2 separate regions of the Sus scrofa genome follow, and region 2 is linked to region 1. Evidence: chromatin contacts called from public HiChIP or PLAC-seq data. All regions are on one chromosome and are shown on one strand. Each heading gives the region's core, a stretch centred on a gene start, on an enhancer-like site or on the middle of the called end of the contact. The rest is flanking DNA. Distances are from core to core; before and after follow the strand shown. Region 1 overlaps WWP2 (NEDD4-like E3 ubiquitin-protein ligase WWP2). Region 2 has its middle 38 kb from the start of CYB5B.

The links. HiChIP or PLAC-seq counts read pairs in DNA pulled down with a chosen protein or histone mark.
Region 2: a contact with region 1 is called in an H3K27ac HiChIP or PLAC-seq map of alveolar macrophages. The contact joins two enhancer-like sites. A contact is called at or near these places in 1 of 5 promoter capture datasets (fetal liver) and 1 of 2 datasets of contacts at active chromatin or transcription factors (alveolar macrophages).

Annotation. Positions count from the first base shown.
Region 1 is chr6:17,218,517-17,221,216 of Sscrofa11.1, reverse strand. The region is part of intron 1 of WWP2 (NEDD4-like E3 ubiquitin-protein ligase WWP2); the gene reads left to right. Among named protein-coding and RNA genes, the nearest start is that of WWP2, 8.1 kb to the left of the region's middle. Within about 2 kb of position 1,431, at least 6 of the 83 cell types and tissues checked have an H3K27ac peak or open chromatin away from gene starts, as enhancers often do. A contact at or near this core is called in alveolar macrophages, where this site is marked.
Region 2 is chr6:17,518,383-17,521,082 of Sscrofa11.1, reverse strand. No RefSeq gene overlaps it. Among named protein-coding and RNA genes, the nearest start is that of CYB5B, 38 kb to the left of the region's middle. Within about 2 kb of position 1,437, at least 26 of the 83 cell types and tissues checked have an H3K27ac peak or open chromatin away from gene starts, as enhancers often do. A contact at or near this core is called in alveolar macrophages, where this site is marked.

The DNA of each region.
Region 1 (2,700 bases), core at 182-2,681:
CTTCAAGAGTCAACCCATCCTCATAATACAGATGTTGAGCTATCTCTTGACTGATGATGGGATAAACAAAATGTGGTCTATCCATACAGTGGAATATTACTCAGCTGAAAAAAGGATGAACTGAGGATACATGCTGCAGCATAGGTGAGCCCTAAAAAAATTATGCTTAGTGAAAGAAGCCCGATTCAAAAGACTACGTGTTGCATGAGTCTGTTTATTTGTAATGTCCGGAATAGGCAGGTCCGTAGAAACAGAGTGGATGAGTGGTTAGGGGCTGGTGAGCAAAGAAGAATGTGGAGCAACTATTAGTGGGTGTGAGGTTTCTTTTTGGTTGATGAAACTGCTCTGGAATTTCATAATGGGGATGGTTGTACCGCTCTGTGAATATACTAAATCCCACTAAATTGTATGCTTTGAAAGGGTGAGCTCGTGGCCTGTGATTTATATTTCAACAAAAATAAAAAATAACAAAGAATCAACCATGCATCCTTTCCTCTGTGTTCTGTTGAGATCAAGTCCAGATTTTGGTGCAGGTGACAGTAGCCACCATCTTTTCTTTTCTGGCTGCTGTGTGTTATTTATTTATTTATTTTTGTCTTTTTGCCTTTTCTAGGGCCACTCCCGTGGCATATGGAGATTCCCAGGCTAGGGGTCGAATCAGAACTGTAGTCGAAGGCCTAACGCCACAGCCACAGCAACTCGGAATCGGAGCCGTGTCTGCGACCTACACCACAGCTCATGACAACGCCAGATCTGTTAACCCACTGAGCAAGGCCAGGGAAACCTCAAGGTTTCCTAGTCGGATTCATTAACCACTGTGCCACGACAGGAACTCCTGTTGTGTGTTATTCAGTTTCCTCTATTGTTCCCAGTTGAATATGTTGAAAAGTAATGACCCTGCTTTTTTGAGCTCAAGTATTTGAAATATTTTAACCAAAAAGGACTCTGGTAAATCTTTGTTGTCTTCTTGAATGTCTCTGGAAACTGTGAACTAGCAGGTGGGCCCTTGAGATGCTTAATTTCACTAATGAGAAGGATTCAGTAATTACTACCTTAGTGAATATTTTCTTTTCTTTCTTTCTTTCTTTCTTTTTTTTTTTTTCAATTTCAGGACTTCACCCGAGGCTCATGGTAGTTCCCAGACTAGGGGTCGAATCGGAGCTGCAGCTGTCAGCCACAGCCACAGCCACCCCAGAGCCACGTTGCATCTGCATCCTGCGCCACAGCTCACGGCAACGCCGGGTAGCTTCTTCTTTTCTAACAGCCAGTGGATTACAGGCAATGAAAGTTTTTTTGGGGCGGGGTGGGGTGTTTCTTATTTAAAAGTAAAGATGTATGGGCACTGTTTCTTCCCTTTTGGGCAGAGCTGATAAGGCCCTGGCAGCTGGTAGTTGAGGCTGGGCCACAGTCTAACTCTGAGCTGAGGGTGGCTACCCTTTTGGTGGCGGCTCAACAGCCACACAGGGCGTGGCTGTGTCACAACAAGAAAAAGGAAGAAATCAGGGGAGGGAGGGCCTAGCAAAGTAGAAAAGGGAAAGGGAGGCGAAGAGGAGGAGGAAGATGGCAAAGCTTTCATTCGAAGATCAGAGGGAGACTGCGTGTCATCTCTTGTGGCCCTTCTTGCTTCATTCTGTCACTTGTCACTGGAACAGGGTTCTCAAATTCTCAAAGGCTGATCGACTGTTGTGTTAGTAGTGGCATCAACATACTGTTCTGAATAGAGCATGAAAAATACTTGTTTCTTAAAAGGTAATGAAATGGTGCATTTGGGATTCTGACTTGTACCTGGAGTCACAATTAAGAAACGGACAACACCTTCAGCAAGACCACAGCCCCCTGTGACTGCAAGGGTCATTACTTCTTCCTCTTCTTCTTTTATTAAAGTATAGTTGATTTGTTGTGCAGGGGTTATCTCTTAAGGGAAGTTCCCGGGGGGCCTATGTGCGGGTGGATGTGGGAGTCGGGGGCACCGAGAATGTGTTGCTGGAGAGGCCCTCCAGCTTCAGCCTCTTGTCATGAAATCCACACCTTCTAAAAAAGGCTTTTTCGCTCCTATTTCCAATTCCTTATGTGTGTAACAGATGACCACAAACTCAATGGTTTCACAGAAGTTTATTCCTTTCTAGTTCTGAAGGCCAGAAGTCCAAAGTCAAGGTGTCCCCTATGTCAGCAGGCTCCAGATCCGTCTGCAGATTCCGTCTTTGTGGCTGCTAGTGGCTGCAGGCGTTTGTGGGCTTGGGTTGTGAGACTCCAATGTCTGACCTGTGCTTCGTGCCCATCTTTCCTGTGTCCCTGTCTTGTCTGTTTTGTCGCCTGTAGGGGCACTGGGCCACCCCAAAGGATGAGATCCTTAACTTAATTACCTTTATAAGGGCCCTATCTCTAAGTAAGGTCCCATTCACAGGTTCCAGAGGGGTTAGCATGTACGCGTGTCTCTGTAGGAACCACAATTCAACCCACTATGCTAATTAAATACAGATGGGATGCTCTTGTAAAAATGAAATGAGGACATCATCCTGTAACCTGATTTGAAGAGAACCCTTTTCCTTTCTTGACTTTAAATTTTATTTATGCCCCAAATAATGCATGCACATGTATTAGAATCTCAAATAGCAGTACATGGCTTAAAATGCAACAGCACTTCACTGCTTCACTCCTTTTTTGTTCTCGATTCCTGTTCCGTAGAGTCAGTGACTTTTT
Region 2 (2,700 bases), core at 188-2,687, 300 kb before region 1:
TTGAATAAAAGTTGATATGTAATTGCTGTGATGATTAAGTTGCATGATCACATGGGGCCACCCTGAGGTAGAAAGGACAAAGGAGTATTGAGGAGCTGGAAAGGGAGCATTCAGGCTGAAACTAAGCCAGAAGATAACTTGGGTCAATTAAAAGTGTGTTGGCAAAACGGAATGAAAAACATCTGGCTTAGAAGAAACATTAAAGAATGACATTTGTAAGTAAAATGTGTGTTTTTGATATTTTTAGGGTAAAGATCAATGCAAAAGATAGGCTTTTCTATTTCATATGGGTTGTCTTTTTCCTGTTTATATGGGAACTTGTTTTTATTCAGAGCCAGAGGAAAAGATTTTCAGACTTGGTCTCAACCATCCATGAAATCCATCCAGTACCCAGGGCTTCTTTTCATCTGTTGCTAATGTGATGTCACTTTGTATTATAAAAACCACTTGTAGGTCCATTTACTATTTTCCTGCTTCCTACAGAAACAGCCAGGTGAAAGGGAGAGCTTGTGTGAGAGTTCGCAGAGGTTTTTCTAAACAATAAAGTAATACAGTATGTGAGCCAAATCCATCAAAAAGGACTTTTGTTTTAAGAAGTAGACTCAAGTTCTCGAGAAACAGTCTCAACTTTGCTAGGTTGTGAATCCCACCTGGAGAGCCAGTGGAGCCAGTCCCTGCTGGATGGCAGAGCCTCCTGGGGGGTCTCTGGGGTGTTTGGCTGTTTATTCCCAAGGAGGACTCAGTGCTGCCACCCACCCTTCTGTACGTGTAATGGCTGCTGATCCCAGGGAGGAGGTGAGGCGAACTGACTGTCCCCCAAATGGGGATGCTAGTGCGGGGGCCCGAATGTCCTTGCCTCTGTCTCTCAGAATTGGTTTTGGTTTCTTTTTTGTTTTGTTTTGTTTTGTTTTGTTTTCTTTTTTTTTTGTTATTGTTGTTTGGTTTTGGTTTCTAAATGACTTATATTTGTAAAGACAGGAAAGTGGTGGGGACAAAGTTTATATATACTGTGTTTAGTTCTTATGTGACCACTTGAGCAGAAGCAAAAATGCATTGGAACCTATCATTTGAGCCTGTGAAGTTCTTTGAGCAGTTGTCATGAGGCCCATGTTGGGAAATAAGAACATTGTTGAGTGTACACTCATTCAGTTCCCATGGGGAGCAATGAAAAAAATGCTTTACAGGCCAGCTATGTCATTACTTATGTCGTATCTCATGCTTAAAATCTCAAGCGATATCTCTCTGATTAAATTCCAATTTAGAAATGTACACCATTAATGCTCATTACTTCCGAGGGAGAAATGGATTCAGACCTGTCGCAACAGGAGGTTAACACTTTTTTTTTTTTAACCATCCTATTCTTTTGCCAAATATCACAAAAGTAATGGGGAAGTTAGTCCCGTTTGGCTGTTGTGCTCTGAAAAAGCTGGGTTTGGAACTTGTGGGAGTGCTCCCAGCGGGAGGTTCCAAGAAGCAGAGAGGTTGTCAAGTTACCCACCCTACATCCAGCCTGTCACTCGAGAATTTTCAGAGCTGCACGTTGCCTGCACCTTTTTTCTACATTGGCTATTTTGGCAAAACATTACTATGATTATCCCCCCCCACTTTTTTTAACTTCACCCTCAACTATGAGCAAGTAATATTAACATTCCTTTTGTGTATTCAATAATGGAGTTTGTTTACCTATTTTATTTCAGCATATTTTGAACAAAGATCTTTGTCTCTTTCTGCTGGAATGTGCACACAGTGAATGTTTGTTAGAACGACACACAATAAAGATACTGTTTTCCTTTTCTTGCCCTGGCTACGGTTATTTAAAAAAAAAAAAAATTTTTTTTTTTTTAAGTGGAAATGTTGGCTCTGGAATTCTCAGGTGTCTGGAAGAAAAGAACTTGAGAAGCATAAAAGTCATCTCTGTGCTAATCTTGTGTTAGCATAACTTGATGGGGGAGTTCCACGGTTCTTCGGGAGTCATGCTGCTGCTCTTTCCCCGAAATGAAAGGCGAAGATTGTGAGACGCAAAAATTAAGAGTTTTGCTGTATTAACGGATGTGAAGTGGCAACCAGGTAGACAGCTTGGAAGTTCTGTTTTTACTGAAACCATCTGATAAAGAAGTCATTTCAAGGTAATAACACTTGTTATCTATAGCGCCACTCTTTAAATGCTTGTTTTTCTTGGAAATGGCTGAACTGTTGGGGAAAGTGAAACATTGAGCTCGAAGTTCTAGTGACTGTGTTAATAAAACAAGGGAAATAAACCATTTTTATAATTACTTTTAAAACCTACTGATAGCCTTCTAACATGACCAGTGAGACACAGTTCGTTAGGGCTTAGTATTTTCGCTGTCACGTGAATTGATGATTATTAACAGGAAAGGAAAGTCCCATTCTTATTACTCGTGTTTGAATCTGTTGTTTCAATGTCAGTCCTCATAAGGCACATGTCTCTTCCTGATGCTGAGTGTTTGGCAGGTACTTGACAAATCCTGGTTGACTGGTTGAAAACTTGAGGTAGAAGATTGTGATTTCATTTACGTAAATTTAAGGTAAGAAACACCCACACTATCTCCTAAATGATTGGTAATTGTAAGTAACATCAGTCATCTAACATTAATTAGCTTAGTGGATGTCTATATACTCTATACAGATCTTTCCTCACTTACAATGTGGTCATGTCCCAGTATGCTAGAGAGTATCGTA